Regions from separate parts of the Danio rerio genome. Here region 2 is linked to region 1. A link is a contact called in public Micro-C data. All regions are on one chromosome and are shown on one strand. Each heading gives the region's core, a stretch centred on a gene start, on an enhancer-like site or on the middle of the called end of the contact. The rest is flanking DNA. Distances are from core to core; before and after follow the strand shown. Region 1 has its middle 6.6 kb from the start of dre-mir-221. Region 2 has its middle 27 kb from the start of ccdc80.

What was found. Hi-C and Micro-C count contacts between places; a contact is called where the count stands out from the background.
Region 2: a contact with region 1 is called in a Micro-C map of caudal fin, with 7 times the contacts expected there. The contact joins two enhancer-like sites. A contact is called at or near these places in 1 of 18 Hi-C or Micro-C datasets (caudal fin) and 1 of 4 datasets of contacts at active chromatin or transcription factors (caudal fin).

What each region holds. Positions count from the first base shown.
Region 1 is chr9:35,603,016-35,607,875 of GRCz12tu, reverse strand. No RefSeq gene overlaps it. Among named protein-coding and RNA genes, the nearest start is that of dre-mir-221, 6.6 kb to the left of the region's middle. Within about 2 kb of position 3,550, at least 28 of the 62 cell types and tissues checked have an H3K27ac peak or open chromatin away from gene starts, as enhancers often do. A contact at or near this core is called in caudal fin, where this site is marked.
Region 2 is chr9:35,750,096-35,755,613 of GRCz12tu, reverse strand. No RefSeq gene overlaps it. Among named protein-coding and RNA genes, the nearest start is that of ccdc80, 27 kb to the left of the region's middle. Within about 2 kb of position 1,608, at least 9 of the 62 cell types and tissues checked have an H3K27ac peak or open chromatin away from gene starts, as enhancers often do. A contact at or near this core is called in caudal fin, where this site is marked.

The DNA.
Region 1 (4,860 bases), core at 2,301-4,800:
AAACAACAGGAACACGCAGAACACAGTCGAGCTGCTCCAGGAACAGCCACTTCCCATCTGTCCGCTCCGCCATCATCTGACTCCTCATGAAGCGCTCCATTCACAGCAACCCAAAGCCGTCCATGGGGAGACAAATGTCTGACGGCTGCTACAATTTAATTGAAGCACACACACACACACACAAAGAATAGAACAATTAGTTAATAAAAAAATTTGTTATGAGGTTTTTGACAAGTTCATCACATCAATTAACATGAACTATAAGTAAAAGTACTGAATATGTTATTTTTTGCTTAATAATAAGTAATCAGCCGAGCTTTATTGTCATTAAGCTATATGTGTGGACATACAGAGGAACGAAATGTCTCACAGGACAACGGTGCTACACAAATTAATCATAAATACAAACATAATACTGGACATAAGAGCTATGTTTAAAAAAAAAAAAAACTATAACTAACATATAGTATGATACTTGACTAGGACCGGGGGGAGGAAAGTCGGAGCACTCAGTCTGGTCCCCCGGGCTCTGCGCTGGTTGGGAAAACTCCAAATTGAACCAAAATGATTAATTACAATTGGCATAAGATAGGCAATCAAAATTCGGGACATTGCAACCTGCAGAACCTGCGAACAAAAAAAGATACTTAACTATACACATAAGACAGGCTATACAAGTTCTTTTACATGAGACTGAACAATGTAGTGCAGGATATTGCGCAAGAGAGGTATTAAAGATGAATATTGTGCAAAAGGGGGATCTAAGGTTTTCATGTTGTGCAAAATTATTGTGCACTATTTAAAGTGGAAGCAAGCAGTACAACATGATTGTGGTACATTTATAGTGTACATCGCTTTCCTTATTGAGTTCCTGTAAGATGGAGCTTAGATAAAGTGTCAGGTGCATAAGAGAAAAGTGTTTCTACAGGTGGTTTGTCAAACCCACTCACGTGTATGAGTGTTATGCCTTTTATTATAAGCAATTCCAGCTTGAACAAACATCAACAGATTTGTTTTCATTAACAGTTTGGGGGGAAAGCACAAATTCTGTAAATAATATTAATGGTCACACTTTATTTGATGGTCCGTTTTTGAATTTAAATTACATTGCTACTAATTCTCATTAGATTATAAGTAGATTGTTAAATCGGGGTTAAGGTTAGTGTAAGTTGACATGTACTTGCAAAGTTTCTTATAGTCAGGTAAATATCTGTTGAAGGAGCAGAATCAGTAGATATTAAGCAGACAGTCTAATATTACTCAAGTGGACCATCAAAATAAAGTCTTACATTAATAATTTAAGGAACTAAAAATTAAAAAGATTAAAAATATTTCATGGTGGGGCAGTGGTTAACAAGAAGGTCGCTGGTTCGAACCCCAGCTGGCATCAGGCATTTCTGTGTGGAGTTTGCATGTTCTCTCTCTCTCTCTCTCTGTGTGTGTGTGTGTGTGTGTGTGTGTGTGTGTGTGTGTGTGTGTGTGTGTGTGTGTGTGTGTGTGTGTGTGTGTGTGTGTGTGTGTGTGTGTGTGTGTGGGTTAAAACATATGCTGGTTGGTGGCCCTGATTAATAAAGGGGCCAAGCCGAAAAAAAATTAATGAATGAAAGAGTTTAATGATTTTCTTATTATTAATATATATATACCATTTATAAACAATTATAAAAACATTTTATCCAAAATAAAAGACAATAAATAAATGGACATTAAAATAATGACAAATAAATACAATTTCATTTAAAATGATTGATTAAAACTTGAAACTAAATCTACTACATAAATAACAAAATATAGTACTATATTCATTAATAGTATAATTATGTACAAAATAAATAACAACTATTTTTAATTTGCAAATAACATTTTCTTTTATTTAAAAATATTAATTTAATTTGTAATGATTGGTTGGTTCCCAGTGCTGGGCTGCAGTTGGAAGAGCATTCGCTGTGTCAAAGTGTAATATGCTGGTTAAGTTGGTGGTTCATTCCGCTGGAGTGACCCATGAAGAATAAAGGGATTAAGCCTAAGGAAAATGAATGAATGAATGTAACTATTGGTGCCCATAGGCTGCTTTTAAATGTAATAGGCTTCCAATTACAGTAAGATTTAATATATGTAACTAAATGATGTAATGCTATCTCTTGTAACCAGTTACTCCCCAATACCTTTCATAAAATTTTACATTTTATCAGTTTGTTTGGTAACACCTTAATTTAAAATGACGTATTTACACAAATATTACATGCACACATTATTTTTAGCAATAAAAAAAACGTATGCTGGATCACATCCTTTGTTCTTTTAGCATTACTAAGTAACAATTCTAGTTTTATAAATGCTTGAACTGAGTTTTAAGCTGTTTTCTGTTTTCATTTTAGAGATTTAACTATTTCTGGGCTTTTTTAAACAGTCCCACATGGATCTGCTAAGATGGCTAAAGTTGTGTTTTTGTATTGACGCAGACGTTGATATTGCTTTCAAAAACTTTTCAAAATGTCATGTTGTGTAAAAGTAAAAGCCAAAAAACATAATTCATTTCCCTTCGGCTAATTTTCATTCATTCATTTTTCTTTCTGCTTAGTCCCTTTATTATTCAGGGGCCACCACAGCTGAATGAACCGCCAACTTATCCAGCATATATTTCATGTAGTGGATGCCCTTCTAGCCGCAATCCAACACTGGAAAACACCCATACACTCCCACATTCATACACACACATACTCATACACTAAGGCTTATTTTCATATTATCAACATTTTCGTTTCGGCTTAGTCCCTTTATTTATCAGGGGTCGCTACAGCGAAATGAACCACCAACTATTCCAGCATTTGTTTTACACAGCGGGTGGCCTTCCAGCTGCAACCCAGTATTGGGAAACACCTAAACACTCTCACATTCACCCACAAATACTACGGCCAATTTAGTTTATTCAGTTCACCTAAAGCACATGCTTTTGGACTGTGGGGGAAACCCACGCGAACACAGCATGCAAACTCCACACAGAAATGTCAACTGACCCAGCTAGGACTCAAACCAGCAACCTTCTTGCTGTAAAGCGACAGTGCTAACTACTGAGCCACTTTGTAACCCCAAAAAACTATTTTAAACTTAAGTTTCATATAAAAATATCTGAGGTTTTAATATGCTAATTATAAATATCTAAACGTAAATTACATCCTAGCGAGCACGTGTGAGTAATTATTATTCAGTATGACCTTTTTTGTAACTACGCTGTAATAATGTCACATAAAAAAATAAAGGTGTAATCGTCTTTCTTTTTTCCCCTCATAATCAAACACCTGTTGCGCTACAGGAAGCCTCATATCTGCAAATTAGCAGTTATTAAATCACAAATGGCCGCCGCGCGCTTGTTTTTCACACAGACGAGAACACTTCTGTTGTTTGTGAGCTGAATCTCTGACGTCGCAGCGCTCCAGTGATTCGCCGAGAGCAGTTGATTCGCACTAACATTTCCAGAGGGGAAAGTGTCCAGGCTCAAGTATTCCAGTAATGTAAACGTCTGAATAGCGTGTAATGGAAGTAAATGGCTGCTTTGATATGTGGTGCGGTGTGATGACATCAGCGGGGGTCCCGCGGGGCCACGGCTGGCCTGCTGTGGAATGATAATTGATGGGCTTCCCTTGGGTAACGGCGAGAACTGATAGCGGCAGATTAAGCCCGTTTATCTGGCCATCGGGACGCGTTTACACGGCTCTTCTCCAGCGGAGGGTGAAGGTCGACCCTCGACACTGACGTCACTCCATCAGGAGATCCGCACCGCCAACAACTATCTCTCACTGCAAATCACACACACACACGCACGCGCACGCACACGCACACACACACACACGCACACACACACACACACACACACACACACACACACACAAACATACTGTATGTGTCAGGCTACTGTATGTGTATGTATGTAAAGAAAACATAGATAAAAACGTTTCTTTTATAGCATTTTCCAATTAATGTTTGTGGATTTTAACAACAGTTTATACTTTTAATGGTCATTTTCCTAAAATTAGATTTTCTCCTGCTCTGAGCCATATATATTCACTTTGGCAGCACTTTTTTATTATTTATTTATACCGTTTTATTTATATCTGTATAGTTTGTGACTTATATAAGGCTAACCTGCATCATTAATATTCTAAAGGTTTTTATTGAGGGATAAGTCTATATTATATGCCTCATTATTTCCATTCAATTTTACAAAAAAAATGAGGCTATTTGTAGTATACAGTGCTCAGCATATTTGTGTGCACCATATTTTGAAAATACATATTTTTATTAATTTCTCAGTGAATATAGGCAATGTATTTTGGTGCATTTAAAGAAAACAGATATATTAATTAAAATAATATGTTACCAAACGTATTTAGAAATTGAAAAATAATTGAAAATTAAAAATAAAATGACAACCCACAAAATTTCAACTAAATTCTTTCCATTTTTTATTTTTATTTCATATTTATTTTATTTTTCATTTATTTCATAATTATTATTAATAATGGTAATAGTAATAAAAGCAATAATGACTGGAGTAATAATTTCCTTTGAAACTTTATAAAATAAGAAAGTTATTTAATTTTTTTATAAATATTTAACAATAAATTTTTAATAAAAAAATGCCTCAATGAAAATAATAATTTTCTTTAAAAAAAACATAAATAAATAAATAAATAAAACTGACTTTTGACTGGTAAGTCTATTAATTTTGCAACAAACATGGTTTTAAATAGATGCCTAAAGGCTTTCTAAATTTAACAGATTAAGGAACAGGGCCGCACAATATATCCTTTCAGCATCAATATCGCAATGTGATCATTCGCAATAGTCACCTCACAAGATTTG
Region 2 (5,518 bases), core at 359-2,858, 150 kb before region 1:
ACATTTCACATGCCCTTTCATTTATTAACTTCATTAAATATACTGTGTAGAATACAATTATGCATAAACTAAATAAAAAATTAAAACTTAAAACTTACAAAAATGTGTGCAATACAAAATGTAGTACAACTGTCCATTCTCCTCACACTTCCAGTTTGAACCAATCCTGTGAGTCAAAGGGGAATTTTTCATTCAATAATAAATTCTGTATAAAATACAAGTATGCATAAAATTTTATCTTAAAATGTACAAAAAGGTGGTTAATAAAAAATGAAGTGGGCAGTACACAATACAATTCATTTTAATATAAATAAAAAATAGGATAAAGAATATAATATATATATATAAATTTAAATATCAAATGAGTACATTTGTATAGCTTTCCTGTTCATAGATTCTCTTATAGAGAGTCTTTAATACTGTCTAAACAGCCTTATTTTAGTCAACACAACCATGTTTTTTTGTTTTGTTTAAGGGAACTTGTAATTTTGGCTTTTATGAAAGTGATATTTGGTCAAAATATAAGAAAAATAACTTTTCATCCTTTTTAGAATATTCATTAAAACCAAACATTTTAGTTACGGGAACATTTTACTGTAAAAGAAAAATCACTAAATCTGACATCGCAATTAAAATACTGTAAGAACGATCCCTAAATAATTATAAGGTAGTAAGTATCTTTTACTTCCTTTATAACTATTTTGGTTAACAAAAATGAAACTAAGTTACATTTTTAAAATTAATTTATAATCTACATTTTACAGTAAATCAGTTTAAAATCAAATTAGCAGTCGTGTTGACAGTCTGAATATCAGCATTGTGCGATGCCGCTCACCTGTGTGATTATTGCCCAAATGTCTGAGACTGTTTTCATAACTAGCACATGAGTTTGCGGTGATGATTAAGTAAATTCTATGCTTTGAACACCCCACCTATCATCTTTTTAATGGTCTCCCAAAACCGCAAGTCGTCTCCTCCCTGTTCAAACTTGCCTGCTCGTACAGCGCTCCGACTCAGCATCTTGCTTTTTAGGTGAAGAGTTGGACGGAGCGGTGGGGTGTAATCTTCCGCATGGATGAGAACGAAAAACATTTGTAACGTACATGTTGATTTAGTTAGTTAATGCACAGTTTAAAAAATGTAAAATCAACCACCAGATGATGGCGATGTTGCATACTGAATGGTTTGCCCCTGCTGGAAAAGTCACTTAGATGTGTGTTAAGAGGGCAGTAAAAAGTGGATGGATGGCATGTCAGTATGTGTGTGGTCAATGTTCAGCTTCTTTAAGATAGCCTACTGAACTTTCCTATGATTCAGTCATTACGCTGATTGTGCCAAAAGTCTCTTTTATCTTAGAAGTATTTGTTTATTTACCCAGCAAACAGTTAATTGTTCTCACATACTTGTAGATGGAGCGTAAACAAGCTCAAGACGAAGCCAGAAGCTCAAACAATATGGTTGCACCTTCTTCCAGCGCTGAAATACTTTGCATGCTGTTACTCATGACCCCTCCTCACTTACATAAACATATTTTCATTGTATTGTCTTCATACTTTTCCTCCACTGCTGCCCACACACCTCCAGTGTGGCGCAGTGCATAACCGGCATGCCTGAAGCTTGTTCTCCGCAGCGTTCGCTCACACTGTTATTGTGGTGTAAACAGGACGTGTCGGATCACATCCCCAGTTATCTCGTTTTTTCTCCCCAAACCCATGCATTCCTTGGCGTTTCCTTCAAAGATGAGCATGAGGGTCAAGTAAAGGCACTTAAAAACAGGCATAGTGGTGATCTGGGGGAGCTCGAAAGGATCGGTCTGTCTTCCATCAGCCATGTTTAACAGATCATTCCCAGCTTGGTGTGGCTGTAGACTGCAGAGCTCGGTTTGTTTTAACAGGGAATGCCTTTTGCATACATTGGAAATTTCATGCAGGCTAACTGGCACCATCTTTGTGATCATTCACAAAGGGAATGTGTTCGTAACACCTTCGTATTACAGTCCGCACGCGTGTTTTATATAGCGATTACCCATGCCATCATCAGTTACGGTGCACTGATAGGCATTGACAAGACGTTTCCAGACTGCTCAAACAAGGGATTACAGAGGCATTTTAAAAGCTCTCGCAAGATGTCAGAGTTCACTTATGGCCTTTTAAAGAGTCTATAACCGGAGAGAAAACTGCAGAATTTTGCTCTGCTTGGAAAACGACAACTCTCGATCCTGTTCTTTTACATGGGAGAACATCAGATGCAGCTAAAAGCTGATACAAGTCTTCTTTATCGCTGCATATGAACACCAGAGGCGAGGACGGCTTGTCCAAAAGATATCAGAGCGAATGTTCTGTTTATTTATAATACAATAGACATCAGTGAGATTGTGTTTCAGAGAGTCTCGGGAATATAGGTCATGTCTGGAACATGTTTCTGTGAAGCTGTGATGTTAAATATCTCTATTTATCCAAGATCTTCCTGGTGTACAGCCTGTTCCACCTTGGAAGATATTAGCACGCATCACATAGATGAGATCAGATCGTCCTGTGAAAAGAGACCTGCCCACCAGTGCCGTTCTTTCATAAGGAAAAAAATATGATTAATATTTTCAGTATTAGATCACCTTCTTCATCATTTAACTTTCACTTAATTAATCTCTTAAACACTAACTTAAGAAGCTGATAAATGTAATCTTCAGCCAATCTGAGAAGTATTGTCGAATGTGATTCCTTAATTCAGCTGTAGCATTTTAGAATGGTTGATTCAATGTTTATTTTTAGTCTAGCTATTTATTCATTCATCTTCCTTCGGCTTATTTTTTATTTTAGAGGTTGCCACAGTGGAATGAACCACCAACTATTCTGGCATATGTTTTACTTGCCCTTTCAGCCACAACTCAGTACTGGGAAACATTCATACACACTCATACACTACGGCCAATTTAGTTGATTAAATTCATTAATAGCACATGTCTTTGGGCTGTAGGGGAAACCGGAGCACCCAGAGGAAACCCACACAAACATGGGGAGAACATGCAAACTCCACACAAAAATGCCAACTGACCCAGCCGGGACTCAAACTAGCAACCCTTTTGCTGTGAGGTGACAGTGCTGCCCCATCTAGCTATTCAATTCCTCTTGTTTTTCATCAGCCATTGCAACGAAACAATAATGTTTTCTTATATGCTGTTTCAGTTAGCTTATCTGTAACAGACAGAATTTGAATATTGCTCCATTTTTTCATGTTTAACTTTTCTGGATATATCTAATTTAAGTTGAGGCTTTTATTACAGTGTAATTTGAAATCAGATGATTTTCAAGTGTTTCTCCCCTTAGTGCATTTTCTAAGCAGACCAAACACATCTTTAAAGAGATATCAAAGGTGTAAAGCAAGATACTTCATCATGATTCCCGTAGTCTGCAATATGATGTTTGCAGATACCTCAAAATATGCAGCAATTTGATTGTGATTTTAATAATACCAATATAAGATCTTACATATGATATGCCTATTTTACACAACCAGTAATATGTTTATTAACTTAGAAATGCTACAGAATATATGTGAATTCTTTGAAAAACAGCAGCACAGTGGCTTAGTGTATAGCACTGTCGCCTCACAGCAAGAAGGTTACTGGTTTAAGCACTGGCCTGGCCAGTTTGCATTTCCATGTGTAGTTTGCATGTTCTCCCTGTGTTCGAGTGGGTTTTCTCCGGGTGCTCTGGTTTCCCCCACAGTTCAAAGACATGCATTATAGGTGAATTGAATAAACTAAATTGCCCATAGTGTATGAGTGTGCATGGGTGTTTCTCAGCACTGAGTTGCAGCTGGAAGGGTATCCGCTGTGTAAAACAAATGCTGGATAAGTTGGCGGTATATTTCACTTGTAGTGACCTCTGAAATAGAGACTAAACTAAGGGAAAATAAATGAATAAATGAAAAATAAATGTGCAACAAGGAAATACTTAAGATTTTTGGTTTTATTGTTTGGCTTATGAATCAATATGTTTAAAAATGTAATATACACTCAAAGAAATATCACTTTGGTTAAACATGATTTAATCGTGGACAGGGGTTCCAATTGTTACACCAAATTATCTTAACAGCAATAGATGATCTTAAACCAGCTCAATGTTTGTTCATTTAACATGAAATATACTTGAACAAAAACCATTAATTCAAGTAAATAGAAATATTTAAATCATGTTTAATCAACAGCATCTGATCAAGTTAAATGGCAAATATTTAAAGCTTTTTAACATCATCCAGTGCTGTTAAGGTAATGTGGTATAATCACGTGGCTCCACTGTTCATAATTAAATCATGCTGAACTAAAGTGCTATTTTTTTGAGAGTAGGGGTCAAAGAGAAAATGGGGTTTTAAGCATCAAAACAATAAAAGTTTTCTCTCGTACATTTGAATTTGAATGTTAGCATAAAAAACTGTCATACATTTTTACGATGATTTACAGAAGATTTACCTAAAAATGTATTTCAGTCAAAGACTATAGAATTTACAAAAAGTGTCACTAATTCATGTACGAGTGGGTGCTGCCATTGGAATCTTTTTGGCTCAAAACTTCCGGTCTCATTCACTTCCATTCATTTTCAGACGTTAAAAACAGCTCGTTATGCTGCTTGATGTTGCAAATTGAAATTTTCTTAATATATTATTCTACTTGGTCTGTATGGTCATGCAAACACTTGTTTGTAGAGCAAGTAGTTTGACCGTTTTCTGACGTTAATTATTCCTAGTCATTTCTCCCATAGGCAACTGAATCAAAAGTTCTAAATCAATCGCAAAAATGAGCGCACTTCCGCATTAAAGAATGAGGTCTATATGGCGAATGAAAAACCGCCTCTACTGCAAGAGTCAATCAGCAATCGCTATAGTTTAAGGAATCTCCAGAGGAGGGTCTCAGGCCCGACATGAGTTTCTGCAGATTTTGTGTGACTCAAGTGCTTAGAAGTTAAACTAAAGGGACTGTTGTTGTTTAATTGCATTGTTTGTTTCCTAATATGAAATTTAATCATAAGCTTGGCAAGCAATTTTAGAGAGTTTGATGTTTCCCCATTTGAACCGACTGCTTGAGGATACTGCCCGAGTGAAATGGCTTGCCTTAAAAGGACTTTAATTCAGTGTAGCATATTTTTAACAATAATCAACTCATAGAAATGTGCTTCTCCAAAAATAAATTAATTGTGATTTTAAATCTTTCATACTTTGTCAACATCTTCGAAACGTCTACATTTTGCCTATTTTTAACAAGAAGTTTCTAATGATCAAAATTAAGAATCATATTGTTTTTCACATATCTTAATTAAGGATCAGAATAGGTTTGTTGTTTTATTTTTACATATTACCTATATTATACAGTTTTAGCACCAGGCTGCTTATCAGTTAACAGCCATTACATAAAAATAATGATTGCTTCATTGTGTCAGCAAGTATTATTTGACCTGTCATGCCTCTTCCGAAGTTTCCCACCCAAGAGCAGAAGTGGGTTGTTACAGTGGAAGCAGGTCGTCTC